2 separate regions of the Mus musculus genome follow, and region 1 is linked to region 2. Evidence: chromatin contacts called from public HiChIP or PLAC-seq data. All regions are on one chromosome and are shown on one strand. The core of a region is the stretch at or near the end of the contact, and the rest is flanking DNA. Distances in the headings are between cores, read along the strand shown. Region 1 holds the start of Ldhd (lactate dehydrogenase D). Region 2 holds the start of Exosc6 (exosome component 6).

Region 1 (3,409 bases), core at 591-3,090, 570 kb after region 2:
GGTGGAACCCACCCCCCTGGCTCACCAATGCGAGCCACGGGCACTGCAGCCTGGAGGATCTGAACTGTGCTGTCCACAGCCGCTTGAACACTGGGGAACGCACAGGTGGCAGCCACCGTTGCTTCCGGCGCAGGGTGCAGGCGCAGGGTGGTTGATGTAATGATGCCCAGGGTCCCCTCAGAGCCCACAAAGAGTCCTGTGAGATTGTAGCCAGCTGCACTCTTCCTGGGCCCAGGAACATACAAGGTAGGTGAGCGCCCAGGCCGTGTGAGCGACTACAACTACAGAAGTCACCATAGCTAGAAGACAGGTTTGGTCTGATCTCCTGCAGCCCCAGATTGTCATCACAGAGTTTGTGGTTTAATGACCCAGAGAGGCCTTGCACAGGGAGAGCCAACTCCAGCTGAGCCTCCAGAGTTGCAGGGTGCTCCTGAGTGTCACTTACCGATCCAATCCAGGAGGCCCTGCAACTGGGTCAGGCAGTGCTCACCTGTAATGGCGGCCCCGGCCTGCGGTGTGAAGCAGCCTGCCGTCAGGCAGCACTACCTCCAGGTTAATCACGTTGTCCCGCATGGTTCCATAGCGCACAGCATTGGTGCCCGAGGCCCCGGTGGCTGCCATGCCACACAGAGAAGCATCTGCGCCTGGGTCTAGAGAATGAAATGCTGGAGAGGGCAACTGCAGAGGCCCTTTCCCTCTTGTGGGAAAGATGGGGCCCTGTGAAATCCCTCAGACCACGCCCCCAAGCCCTCGGTCAGGTACTCTGTGGTTAGTCCAAGGCCTACCAACAGGAAACCAAAGGCCACTGTCACGCAGGTGGGTATTGAGAGCTTTACGGGTGACTCCAGGCTCCACCACCACGGAGAAGTCTTCTGTATTCAGCTCCGTGATCTGGTCCATATGGGTCAGGTTGATGCACACTCCACCCTGGTAGCAAGGGAGTCAAAAACAGCTGCCCAACCTAGGTCTCTAGGCCCGAGGCAGCCCGCTAGAGCCCCATTTTATGGCTGAGGCCTGCAGCAACCATACCAAAGCTCTGGGATGGCAGGTGAAGAGAGCTGTAAATGTGTCCTGTATAATGGGACCAGACCCAGGGCACCCCCACTATACCTGCACAGCACAGACTCCCCCCTCAACACCGGTGCCTGTGCCAAATGGGATGATGGGAACACCTTGATTGTAGCACAGGCTTGCCACTCGGCTGACCTGGTCCACATTCTGAGGCCAAACCACAGCATCAGGAGGTTGACACCTAGAAGCAGGCAGGCCCAGAGGTTTGAAAAGGATGGAAGCTTCTCACCCTCTCTTATCCAGGAACCTGCAATGGTTTAAGGACCCAAGGACAGGGACCTCAGCAGATCAGGGCAGAGAGCACCTCTCCGTGTAAGGATGCCAGAACTCCAAACAGGTGACCAGAGAGACAGGGACCCTCAGTCCCTTCTGATACCTGTGCATCGATTCATCATGCCCGTGTTGCTCTCTGACTGCAGAAGCAGTGGACACGTGGGGGCTCCCTACAACTGCCTTCAGAGCCTCCACAAAGTCCTGGCTGAGTCCACCCTGCAGGGGAGAAAAGTGCGAGGGGGTCATCGGAAAGACAGTCGGAGGGAGCCACAGACCTGCCCTGTGGCCGGGTGGGAAGAATGAGGGGCTGGTCAACCTGCAAGGTGACGTCACTGAGCCCCGAGGACATTACGTCGGGCTCTCCACCCTCTGGGACCCCATCCACAAGTAGACTTATACCTGCGACCCCCTGGAGCAGAAACTCCTCCAGGGAGACAGCCTCTGGGTGGCCACCCGAAGGAGCATGGCCATAGCCAGACCGCAGCTAAGGGGAGAATAACTAGGCGGAGAGGAAGCCTTGCCAGCCTGCCTCTCGCTGTGCCCAATAGCTGCCCTGGGTGGAGCCTGCTTAAGGTGGAGCCGGTTTAAGGTGGCCTCTGCAGATCTGGAAAAGAAGGACAACAGCTACTTCACGTGTTACAAGTCAACTAACTGCTGCTCCCCGAAGAGCCCTCCAAACAAACATCGTGTACGGAGGCTTTCAAGTCCCACCGGGCACTCGGACTTTGTCTTCTACACTTCCAGCCTCTTCTTTGATCTCTAAGCTGCAGTTTTCCTTTCCATTCCAGAGCTCAGGCCGGCCTGCAACCTTGGCACATACACTGTGCCCTACTCCCTGAATCATCTCCTGACTCCCTGTCAGGCAGAGCCTTCCTCACCTTGCAAGCCTCAACAGCATGCCACAGAGTAGACTTGCCACCATGACCACGAAGAGGGAAACTCCAGAGGTCATTCTGGGACAGAGTGGGTAGCATAGTGCAGTGCCCAGAAAGGCCGCCTTGCAGAGGAGTGCTAAGGAAAAGCAGGGAAGGAGATTAATTCCAAGACCATCCTGTTGGTTCCAAACAACTCCCACAGCAATTCCAGAAGAGCCTTTGCTACCACCACTGAGCTAAACTACCTCCCAATGACTCTCTTCCTTCCGGTCAGGAATACAAACTCCTAATTTATTTAGTTTTTTTATCCAGCTTTATTGTGTCTGTGTGCATGATGGAGGAACATACGCGCCACAGTGCATGCGTAGAGATCAGAAAACAACTTCGTGGAGTTGGTGGTTCTCTCTTAATTCACCAACCACATTTGGATGAATATGTAAAAAGAGAAAATCATGCCAGCCAGGCCTTATGGTATGCACCTGTAAACCCACACAGAGAGTCTGAGTTAGGAGGAGGATGAGATGAAGCCAGCCTGAGCCATAACAAAAGAAAACAAAACAAGACAAAATGACAAATTTAGTTATAGGGAATGGGGTGGTGGAGAGATAGCATCAGAGTTAAGGGCACTGATTGCTCTTGCAGAGGACCCGGGTTCAATTCCTAGCACCCACATGGGATGACTCACAACCATCTGTAACTCAAATCCCAAGCAGGGAATCAAACACCCTCTTCTGGCCTCTGTGGGCCAAATACACAGGCAAAACACTCATACCTATAAACTAAAAAGAAATCCTTAAAATAGCAAATTTAGTTATAGATCTAATTGCTTTTATTTGCTCTTTTTGGATTGGGGCACCCTCCAAGACTACAGAATTGAACGAAACCCCCCAGCGGACAGTGGGTTCTCTAAAACAGGGACAACAGGAGGGGAGCTGATGGGTTGAAGTCAATCTGGCCTTCCTGGTAAGGTTAAAGCAGATGGGACACTCTGTCGATGTCGTGGTACACACAGCTCCAGTGTCACGGACTGAGCACTGTTACGTTTTGTTCTTATGAAACATCCCACACACTTCCCACTACCACCCTCCTTCTCAGGGATTCTCTCCTTACAATGACTCAGACTGGAATTTATAGTTTCTGGGAACCTTAGCCTGATGGGATCCTACATGTTTCCTTACAGTTTTGTTCGG
Region 2 (3,626 bases), core at 469-2,968:
AGGTCAGAACTTCCCACAGTCCCAGTCTAAAAGCCTGCAAACCCGTATGCCAGTGGGAAACCCTGCCTGTGGCTCCTCAAGGAGGGCTTCTTCACAGCATTTGCCAAGACTGTTTGTGTGCACGCAGTCCTCACTAGAAACTGTTGATCTGTCTATCATTTGTCGCCTCCTGCGGCACCTTTACCCCTCGGGCTTTCTTTTGGTGAAAGACTTCACTCCTGGCTAATGCCTGGCTTTGCTCTCTGTCCTCACTTTGGCAGTAGCCATAGCTGCTCTCCTGTGCCAGCTATAGTGTTAGTCTGTGGTAGCATCACACATGATACAAATGGATGTTGGGGGCGCCTGCCATTCCCCCCTCAATCCCATTCTGACTACCATTTTCCCCTCCTATCTCCTAGAATGCAGCCAACCGGGGACTGAAAGCCAGCGAGTGGGTCCAGCAGGTTTCAGGCCTGATGGATGGTAAAGGCGGTGGCAAGGACATGTCCGCCCAGGCCACAGGCAAGAACGTGGGCTGCCTTCAGGAAGCACTGCAGCTGGCTACCTCCTTTGCCCAGCTCCGTCTGGGAGATGTGAAGAACTGATGGGAGGGAAGCCCTCTCGGGAAAGCAACTCGCCATCAACCAGACATGTCCGAAGGCGGGAATTCAGCCAGGAGCTCTCCTCCCGCCACGAAGACATTGGAGTCATGGGACCTCTCAGCAGCCCTGTCCGTCCTGATCCAGCGGTAATGGGAACACGCCTGGAGCTGTCCTGTGATTCATTGCCCCCCTCCATTACTGCTCTGAGCCCATTCATGTCAGCACCATCTGTCTAAAATCACTACCCAGGAATGCTTTTTAACGTCATGATCACATCTAGATGAGGTCACTCTGCCAGCCTGAGGCTTTAGGTCTGCAGAGGAAGGAAGCCTTTTCTCTGCAGAAAATAAAAAGGACCATGTGCAATACTTGGTGATGTCATGCGCTCTGCTTCTTGTCCTGAGGTGAGCCCTGGCTCCTGTATATCTGTTACGGTTCCAGCCTGTTTCTGGTTGATGGTATCACCGAATAGACTCCCAGACTCCTGAAAGTTCAGGAAATTCAATAGAAGGGTGGAGGAAAATAATTCTGAGTTGCTTCCAGTGGAGAACCACTGTTCTTAGTCTCTTAGGACAACCTCCACCATGCCTGTCCACATGCCTGTTTGAGGCTGCTGATATGAGGTCAGACAACTGATATAGGCAGTATGAACATGTAGGTGTGTCCTACTAACTGCCCCACCCCTACTGCTTTAACCTAAAGTAGGTTCAAGACCCTGGCCCAGCCCTAAAATGCAATTTGTATGAATCTACAAACAGCAGGGTCTGGAAGCAGAGATACTGTCTGCTTATGACAGTTCCTCAGAGTGTTAGAAATATCTAGTTGTACAAAGAGAGATACCGTCCATTTATTAAACAAGTGTTGAAGCAGCCAGAGGACTAATTGCACGAGTAAACAAAAACCTCTCACCTTGGGCAAGCTTATGTGAAACAGTCTGAATGCAAACTTCTAGGAATAACAACAGATCCGTTCCTTAGGACTAGCTAAAGTACCAGCATAGGAGTCCAGCTATACCTCGCCGTTCTTCCTCCACTCCGCTAGGTGGCAGCGCGCACACCTACCGCTCTCCCGATAGGCTCTGCGCGGGCGCGCATCTTTAAGCGAGCGGAAGAGCCGGGTGCGCAAGGGCAGCCCAGCAGGCGGAAGTAGCTCGCACGCCGGTAGCCGCCATGCCGGGAGACCATCGCCGCATCCGCGGGCCGGAGGAGTCTCAGCCGCCGCAGCTGTACGCGGCCGAAGACGACGAGACGCCCGCTGCTCGCGACCCGACGCGGCTCCGCCCGGTGTACGCGCGCGCCGGGCTGCTGAGCCAGGCCAAGGGCTCCGCCTACCTGGAGGCGGGCGGGACCAAGGTGCTGTGCGCCGTGTCCGGTCCGCGGCAGGCCGAGGGCGGCGAGCGCGGCAGCGGCCCTGCGGGAGCGGGCGGGGAAGCTCCCGCTGCCCTCCGGGGTCGCCTGCTCTGCGATTTCCGCCGCGCTCCCTTCTCCGGTCGCCGGCGTCGCGCGCCCCAGGGCGGCGGCGGGGAGGATCGCGAGCTGGGACTGGCGCTACAGGAGGCTCTGGAGCCCGCCGTGCGCCTGGGGCGCTACCCGCGTGCTCAGCTCGAGGTGTCGGCGCTGCTGCTGGAGGACGGCGGCTGTGCGCTGGCCGCGGCGCTCACCGCGGCCGCGCTCGCCCTGGCCGACGCGGGAGTGGAGATGTACGATCTGGTGGTGGGCTGCGGCCTGAGCCTCACCCCGGGACCCTCCCCGACCTGGCTGCTGGACCCCACGCGGCTGGAGGAGGAGCACTCCGCGGCCGGTCTCACGGTGGCCCTCATGCCTGTGCTCAATCAGGTGGCCGGGTTACTGGGCAGTGGGGAAGGCGGGCAGACTGAGAGTTGGACCGATGCTGTGCGCCTGGGCCTGGAGGGCTGCCAGCGCCTCTACCCAGTGCTGCAGCAGTGTTTGGTGCGGGCTGCCCGCCGGAGGGGTGCCGCCGCCCCACCCTGATTGGAAAAAACCGGAGCGACGAGGATTCGAGGACTGCTATCGCCCTTCTCTCCCTAAAGGACCAAGCGCTGATGGTCGCCTGACTCCGCAGAGCTGAGAAACGAAGAGTGGGGCAGTTGGGCGCACAGAACCAAAGCACTGGACAGCTCTGTTGGAAAGGTTTAAAAGGCCGTTGGAAACACGATCCAGTTGGAGAGATTTGAAAGCAGCCATACTCCCAAGTTGGAAAGGACTTGGGCTGGATTTACCTAGTAAATGAGATAAGGGGCTATGGTCTTGTAGGAGATGGACCCAGTGCAGGCCAGCCATTGGCTCCAATACATAATAAACTGATTCTTTTGAGAGGATGGACCAGGGGACTTTGCCTTCTCACTACTCAGAGTAAAACATAAAAACTATTTTATGACTGGAAATACATCTGTTGTGTTTTTTCTTGATACTAGAGTTAGAAACAATGCTGTTCTGAACTGGGTGTGTGTTGAGTCTGTGTTTTCAAGGGCTCCGAGTCATTACTGCCTTAAGTGTTCATATTAGCCCACTGTAACTAAGAAGGGGTGATGTGCTTTGTAGGAGAAACCTCGTGCCCTGGAGCATTGTCTGGGGCAGCTGCTGAGGTGATAAGTCTGAGGAGACTCCAGGACAGCCAGGGCTACACACAGAAACCCCTGTTTTTTGGGGGTGGGGGGAGGGAACTGGAGAGAGTTAAAAGAAGTTCTGGTGCCCCCCTATCCTTTCCTTTAGGACAAAATCATGTCTAGGAGTTGGGTAACTGAAGGATTATGCTCTGGAAGGACGCCCAGTCCCATCCTGGTGTCCTGTCCAGGCTTGGCTCCTGGCACTAAGGCTCAGTGCAGCAATGGACTACTCAAATGGGGACCACCTAAATACTGTGGCATCGCTTACAGCCTGGCTATTCCATAAGGCAGAGCGGGCCTGACCAGGATTATAGGGGCTTTTCTTCACTTAGGGTTGAATTGGAGGAAGCTGTGTGGCACTTATTAAGTAAGGGGTTACTTAATAAGTGTCAAGAAAAAAGTATACATTTTGGCTGGGT

The links. HiChIP or PLAC-seq counts read pairs in DNA pulled down with a chosen protein or histone mark.
Region 1: a FOXA1 HiChIP or PLAC-seq map of pancreatic cancer cells shows a contact between it and region 2. The contact joins the promoter of Ldhd here to the promoter of Exosc6 in region 2. A contact is called at or near these places in 3 of 39 promoter capture datasets (hippocampal neurons, liver and pre-B cells) and 3 of 115 datasets of contacts at active chromatin or transcription factors (memory CD8 T cells, microglia and pancreatic cancer cells).

Annotation. Positions count from the first base shown.
Region 1 is chr8:111,628,496-111,631,904 of GRCm38.p6, forward strand. It overlaps Ldhd (lactate dehydrogenase D), which reads right to left and starts at 1,841. Exons shown (of 11, transcript NM_027570.4): 1 at 1,744-1,841; 2 at 1,448-1,560; 3 at 1,111-1,252; 4 at 786-927; 5 at 491-650; 6 at 26-225. The coding sequence starts at 1,815.
Region 2 is chr8:111,054,621-111,058,246 of GRCm38.p6, forward strand. Exosc6 (exosome component 6) reads left to right here and starts at 1,719. Exons shown (of 1, transcript NM_028274.4): 1 at 1,719-3,044. The coding sequence starts at 1,751. The coding sequence ends at 2,572. Aars (alanyl-tRNA synthetase) reads left to right here. Exons shown (of 21, transcript NM_146217.4): 20 at 1-2; 21 at 399-949. The coding sequence ends at 584.